Linked DNA regions of Mus musculus: region 1 is linked to region 2. A link is a contact called in public HiChIP or PLAC-seq data. All regions are on one chromosome and are shown on one strand. The core of a region is the stretch at or near the end of the contact, and the rest is flanking DNA. Distances in the headings are between cores, read along the strand shown.

The links. HiChIP or PLAC-seq counts read pairs in DNA pulled down with a chosen protein or histone mark.
Region 1: a contact with region 2 is called in an HNF4G HiChIP or PLAC-seq map of pancreatic cancer cells. The contact joins two enhancer-like sites. A contact is called at or near these places in 3 of 484 Hi-C or Micro-C datasets (B cells, the Ba/F3 cell line and CD8 T cells), 1 of 115 datasets of contacts at active chromatin or transcription factors (pancreatic cancer cells) and 3 of 9 other capture datasets (adipose tissue, liver and pancreatic islet).

The regions. Positions count from the first base shown.
Region 1 is chr11:103,395,245-103,398,701 of GRCm38.p6, reverse strand. Plekhm1 (pleckstrin homology domain containing, family M (with RUN domain) member 1) reads left to right here. Exons shown (of 12, transcript NM_183034.2): 3 at 1,428-1,675; 4 at 3,388-3,457. Among named protein-coding and RNA genes, the nearest start is that of Plekhm1, 16 kb to the left of the region's middle. Within about 2 kb of position 1,856, at least 43 of the 459 cell types and tissues checked have an H3K27ac peak or open chromatin away from gene starts, as enhancers often do. A contact at or near this core is called in pancreatic cancer cells, where this site is marked.
Region 2 is chr11:103,244,865-103,248,364 of GRCm38.p6, reverse strand. All of the region lies in intron 1 of Map3k14 (mitogen-activated protein kinase kinase kinase 14), which reads left to right. Among named protein-coding and RNA genes, the nearest start is that of Map3k14, 21 kb to the left of the region's middle. Within about 2 kb of position 1,429, at least 185 of the 459 cell types and tissues checked have an H3K27ac peak or open chromatin away from gene starts, as enhancers often do. A contact at or near this core is called in pancreatic cancer cells, where this site is marked.

The sequences.
Region 1 (3,457 bases), core at 607-3,106, 150 kb before region 2:
TAATTTGTGAAAGTAAAAGTTAACCAAAATTGAAAAATGTGGTTACTTCTGGGGAGGATCAAAAATAGCAAGACAAACAAACCCCGAAGTTTGTCATTTAAATCAGAGAAGTTAGTGTAAATTATAACTTGTTAATTTTTAAAATTCAACTTTCCAAACAACACCCTCTGTTCAGATTAAGTCAGAATAAAAGTGAAGTATTTATCTATAACTTAATACTTGCTTCAAACCGGTTCTTCTGCAGTTCTGTCTAGTTCTTTGCTAAACACTAAAGATTTGATACACTCATATCTATGATTGTATGATTTTCCCACCAACACCTGGTGTACATTTGGAATTGCATGCCTTATATATGTTATTGTATCAGACACAGTGGCAAGTGTTAGAGACATGAGGAGAAAAGAAAAACCAATTTCTGTCTTCAAGCAATGGCCTCTGCGGGGCATGGTGGTTCAGATAGATCTCTAGATTCAAGGCTAGCCTGGTCTACAAAGTGAATTCCAGGACAGCCAGAGCTACAGAAATCCTTTAAAGCTTTGCTCTAGGCCTAGGCTCTTAGCTAATATAATTATACATCTGTGGTCTTGACTGGTCTTTCCTCCCCACAGTGTTGGGGATCTAATGGAGGGCTGTAACTGTCAAGCATACTCTCTTGAGCCACACTTGCTGGTCCTTTCTTTGTTATTGTTCTAAAGAAATACTCTGCCTCCTTAGCTTGTCTCTGCCGAGTGCCCCCAAGCCACCATTTCAGTAGTTAAATACAAGATTGATGTTTAGTTTTAAAAACCAAAAGATACGGGACTGGAGAGATGGCTCAGCAGCTAAGAGCACAGGCTGCTCTTCCAGAGGTCCTGAGTTCAAATCCCAGCAACCACATGGTGGCTCACAACCATCTGTAATGGGATCCATTGCCCTCTTCTGGTGTGTCTGAAGACAGTGACCATGTATGTACTCACGTACGTAAAATAAATAAATAGATATTTTAAAAAGAGAGAGGGAGAGATAGGGCGCACTTGTTGCTCTTGCAGAGGATCTGGGTTTGATTTTCAGCATCTACATGGTGTGTGGCCCACAACCATCCATAACTCCAGTTTTAGGGAATTTGATACCCTCTTCTAACCTCAGACACTAGGCACACATGTGATACACATACATACATGTAGGCCAAACACTCACACATACATTAATAAATTTAATTAAAACTTTTTCTTTTAAATAAAAAATAAAAAAAAAATAGATGTACAAAACCATTTCTTCTGTATGCCGGATCTTCACTTGCCACAATAGCTAGCTTTGCAGAAGGAGTCTAGGTTACATACATAAGTGTGTGTGGTCACACACCTCAAAAAACAGGCCCTGGACTACATTCCAGGGGCTCCACATAGGACTTCCCTCTAAAGTCTGCCCTTGTGTTTAACACAACTTAGGTCATCAAGAAGAAGCTCGTGGGATCCGTGAAGGCTCTGCAGAAACAGCATGTGTCTCTGGACACAGTGGTCACCAGTGAAGATGGAGATGCCAACACCATGTGCAGTGCCCTGGAGGCTGTGTTCATCCACGGCCTGCATGCCAAGCACATCCGCGCCGAGGCTGGCGGCAAAAGGAAGAAGCACACTCACCAGAAGGCTCTGCCTCAGCCTGTCTTCTGGCCCCTTCTGAAAGCCATCACCCACAGGTGAGATCCGTCAGGGAGAGAGGAGCTTCAGCCTGGGGCGCTGGGCTCCTCTCCAGGGTGGCACAGCCAGAAGCAGTGTTGTGGTGTAGTCGCTATGCAGTGACTGTAGGGCTAGGCTTAAGGAAGGCTTGCCTCCAGACCCTGAGACACTCCTCTAGAGCCTGTGGCTTCTCCTCACCCCAGCACTAATGACCTTTAGACTCCGCTAGGCTGAGTCATGTACTTACTGCTGAGTGGTGTGGCCTGAGAAGACTAAAGTATCCCCTCTCCTTTTTTTTTTTTTTTTTCAAGACAGGGTTTCTCCTTATAGCCCTGGCTGTCCTGGAACTCACTTTGTAGATCAGGCTGGCCTGGAACTCAGAAATCCACCTGCCTCTGCTGGGATTAAAGGCGTGCGCCACCACGCCCAGCAGGAAATGTTGCTGACTTGCCTTTGAATATTCAAGTCTGTCTTCTAAATTTAAAATATATGTTTTTTAAAATTTTATATGTGTAAGTATCCCCCTACATGAGTATCTGTGCACCATGTATGTGTCTGGTGCAGGGCACACAAGCCAAAAGAGGATGCCAGACCCCTGGGAACTGGACCTACAGATGATTGAGCCAGCCACCATGTGAGCGCTGAAAATAGAACCTGGGTCCTCTGCAAAAGCAGCCAGTGCTTTTAACCAGGGAGCCATTTCTCCAGCTCCTGTATTCTGAACTTTATGTTCATGATGAGGTATGTGTGGCACTTAGCCTAGAAACCAGATATATTTCTGAATATTCACCCTAAGGCCCTGTCTTTGGCCTTGTCCTTGGCTGCTTAGACCCTATGCTGGTACCTAGCACTGCCTCCGTAAAGTGTTAAGTGCCTGAAGACACCTTGTCAGTCTTTGGTCTGCCTTCCTGTAGCTGCTGATAGTGCCCTGTCTTGGTTTTTTTAGCTCTCTTCCAAGTAACAGTGTGTTTCTTTGTTTTTAAGTTTTGTTTTAAGTTTGTGTGTATGAGTGTGTGCCTGTGTGTCTATGCCACATGCATGTGGGTGCCTATGGAGTCCAGAAGAGGTAATCAGATCCCCTGGAGCTGGAGTTATGAGTATGTGAGGCACTCAACATATGTGCTGGGACTTGAACTCAGATCCTCTGGAAGCACAGCAAGTGCTCTTAACCACTGAGCCACCGCTCCAGTCCCAGAGACTGAGTTTCTAGTTGTCTCTATATCCAGCTCAGTGGTACCCTGAGTCAGTTAGCCAGTCAGTAATACTGCCGAAGTTAAGTACAGCTTACACTGAGTCCAGAGGACTGGGGGTACACTTCTGCACAGGACACCGTGGCAGCAGAGAAGGGGACTGTGGCTGTGTCAGACCGAAGCTTTGGGAACTGAGTTTGTGCACCTAGGGTCTGAGTGTTCCCTGCAGTGCCAGCTGCTCTCGACTGAGAGCGAATCTCAGTAGTCGAATGCTTGCCTAGTGTGCACAAGCTCTGGCTTTATTCCCTAGGAACTGGGGTTGGACTCAGCCGGTATGTCCTGGGTTAGCAGATGATGTTTGGTAGCTAGAGCTCAACAGCTCAGCTTTCCTGCATTCCCGAGACATCGTCCCCAGAATTTTATGTCTGAATACGATCATGTTTTCAGTACTTTATCACTCGTTCTTGCTAAGCAGTAGCTTGAACCACATCTCTGAGATTTGAGGCAGTTTCTTGCAACACATCTGCTCTGTCCCCCTGCAGACACATTGTCTCAGATTTGGAGCACCTGGTCTTCATCAACACAGATGTAGGCCGTTGCCGAGCCTGGCTG
Region 2 (3,500 bases), core at 180-2,679:
CACGCATAAGAAATAAAAGTAGAAGGACAGGTCCTGGGACAGGAGGGATGGCTCAGCCATTGAGGGCATTTGCTGGTCTCTCAAAGGACCTGAGTTTGGTTCTCTGCTCCCGGGTGAGGGGGCTCACAACTGTCCTGTGACTCTAGCACCAGCAGACCCCACCGCCTCTTCTGACCACCACAGCATCCCCGATGTGTGTGCAGATAAAATTAATTCATTACTTTTTAAAGGTTCAGATTTGTAGCCAGACGTGGATGGCACATGGTTGCTGCCGTGCAGGGGGCGAAGACAGGGAGGCAGACTTCCAAGAGTCAAGACCCTCAACCATATCTTAGAGTAAAATGATTTCTTGTCACATAGCGCGTGCACACACACACAACATGGTGCAGATGCTGAGGTCAGAGGGTAACTGTGGCAATTGGTTCTCTTTCTCTACGCTGTGGGTTCCAGGAATCAAACTCAAGTTCTCAGGCTTGGCAGCCCCTCCCCAAAAAAATGTTTTCCTGAAAAGGTCTGGGAATGTAACATGCCTCGGAGAGAGAGTGCTTGCCTGATCCGTGTGAAACCCTGGTTTCAGTCCCCACACTAAGAGACAAGCAGATTCTTGGCCTGCAGCCCGGTTCCTCTTGAGTGGATCTAGCAGAAGTGCTTTGTAAGAAGTCATCTGGGGCTGTAACCAACTCCTGCATGGGAAAGCTCACTGTGGGAGGGATGCAGAGGTATGGCTCAAGCATGGAGCCCTGGCCCTGCCCTGGCACACTGGAGCAACACCCTGTGCCCCGTATACACTTGAGCAGCTGGCTGAGCACCATGACCCTTTCCCTGGAAAAATACAAACTGTGTCTTGCTTGCTCTTGTGGCTCCCAGACCTCCTTGAGCCCAAACCAAGAACTGCTCTTTTTTTAAAAAATCATGGAAATATATATAATATATATATATATATATATATATATATATATTATATATATAATTATTTACATCCTGAATGCTGTCCCCCCTTCCCAGTCTCCCCTCCCCTTCGCCTCTGAGAGAGGGCAGTCCCCTCCCCCATATCCCCCTACTCTGTTGCATCAAGTCTCTGCAGGATTAAGTGCATCCTCTCTCACTGAGGCCAGACAAGGCAGCCCTCTGCTACATATGTGCCAGGGGCCTTGGACCAGCCCAGGTACACTCCGAGAACTGCTTATGGTTGATATAGTAGCACCCAGTCACTTCTGCCCCTAGACTCCTGCAGACCCATTGGGCACAGCAAGAGGGCATCAGGTTAGGTGTATGCATCAGGCCTGAAAGGGTGCTGTGTGAACCCCTGCCTTTTCTTTGTGTGGGCTCTGGGTGTGGCTCTTGCCGTTTCTGTCATCCTTGGCTTCCATACAGTGAAGACAGCAGGCGGCTGCGTGCACTAGAGGCTGAGGTGGAGCTGGAGGGGGGGGGGTTGGGTTGAGTGATACTGTACAGCCTTGACCTCATTTTGTCCCAACTCTCCAGGCACTGCAGGGGAGACAGAAAGGACAAGTTTCAGGCCTGGGAGATAGGGATGAGCCTGTACCAAAGCCCAGGGTTCTGGGAAGAACACCTAGCTACCAGTCCTGGAATTGGGACTGAAATGAGTTTTATGGGCCAGACCCACATAGAAGTAGAGAGGGAGAGAGGAAGCAGGCCTGTCTATATTTGTGGGAGAGCTGCCATTAGGCCAGCGAACCTGGAAGCTGTCAGAGAGGGGCTGAGTCACGATTATGTGGCATGGGAAGCCAGCTGCAGGAGAAGCTTTGCTGCTGCGTGCTGGAACTGTCTGCCTCGGGGAGAGTGAGGGTCAGCCACTCTTGGGTCCAGCTGCCATCTGCTGGGTCAGCTTCTCAGTAGGTCCTCCTTGTTGTCCTGGCTGCCAGGCTGGGCATGAGTCACTGTGGAGTACACAGGAGGCTTCAACCTCAAGTTCTCCCCAGAGGAAGCAGCTTGTGTTTGTCGTGTGTGCATGGGGGTGGGAGCGCCAGGGCCCCTGGCCTGCTGCCTGGCTAGCCACCATCTTAATGGAGCTATAGCCCAGGGTGAACTTTAAACATTAGGTAGGAGCAGGCTATCTGAGCAGGGTGCAGCTCCACCCATCTTCCTCGCTCATCAGCGCAGTTCTTTATCTCTGGTGCTCAGGATTGTCCTGTCCCAAAGTCTAGAAGTGTGCCTTTGCTTGTTCAGTGCCCTTGTTTAGCCCGTGTTTGACCAACATGAGCGGTGTTGAGTTTGCCTTGCTGTTCTCTATACTAAGATACCTAGGGTGCCCCTCTGCTCTTAGACCACAGAGGACCACAACTTTTGTTTCACGTTTGCCTGTGACCTGGGAAACTTGCGTGTGGGTCCAGCCTGAAGAGCCCGGGTCCTCTGCCTGCCTCTGCTCTGATTCACATGGGCGGAGCAACTTTGAGCAGGGACCCACTTGGGTAGGCTTCAGGTTTCTCACAAAAAAATGAGGAGATTGAAGCATCCCTGAGGTCCCTTTAAACATACAGCAACTTCTGTTACATTTGGGGGATTTTTCTGATTGGTTTTTAAATTTAATTTTCCCTGATTTTTGTTTTTTTTTTAAAGCTAAGAAAGGTCAGTTTTCGTATAGGCTTTAAGTCAATATTCAGCACGTTGTGGGATTCAGGGAGGAGAGTAGAGAAATGAAAAAGAAAAATTACAATAATAGCCTACCTGGAGGTTTTTGCCTATTTGGCTATTTGGAAGTCAGAATTCCCCCATAGACTTCTTAGAGTGACCAAGTGACAGATTGTCTTTTTTTTTTTTTTAGATATTTTCTTCATTTACATTTCAAATGATATCCCCAAAGCCCCTTATACCCCCCCCCACTCCCCAGTCCACCCACTCCCGCTTCCTGGCCCTGGCATTCCCCTGTACTGGGGCATAGGATCTTCAAAATACCAAGGGCCCCTCCTCCCATTGATGGCCGACCAGGCCATCCTCTGCTACATATGCAACTAGAGACACAGCTCTGGGGGTTACTGGTTAGTTCATATTGTTGTTCCTCCTATATGGTTGCAGACCCCTCTGACTGTCTTTTGTAGCCTCCAGAATCAGGCAGTCCCCTCTAGGTTGAGCGGGCTATGCTTCAGTAGCAATGGGGATGGAAGGAGAGTGAGGCGGCTTTAGGAAGAAGCTTGAGCCAAGTATCCCTCGGATCACCACTATCTCATTAACTTCCAGGCATGGTTGGGCAGAAGGCCAGGGCCCATAGAGCATTGGCTTCATTTGGTCTGCATTTCTGCCCCAAGAGCAAATAAGTATGAGCTGAGCGTAATGGCGTACAGCAGGGAAGACAGCATCTGTGAGAGATCAGCCTGCCACCCCAGAGCAATTCTTACAGACCTGTCTGCATGTGGCACCTTCTCAGGCTTTGTCTGAAGCAAGTCATACCCTGCTCTTCAGTAAGTCCCAGTCTTTGGACCAGAGTGATGGCTTAATGTCCTTGTGCAATTGCTACTCTCCCAGAGGAACTGTACCATATG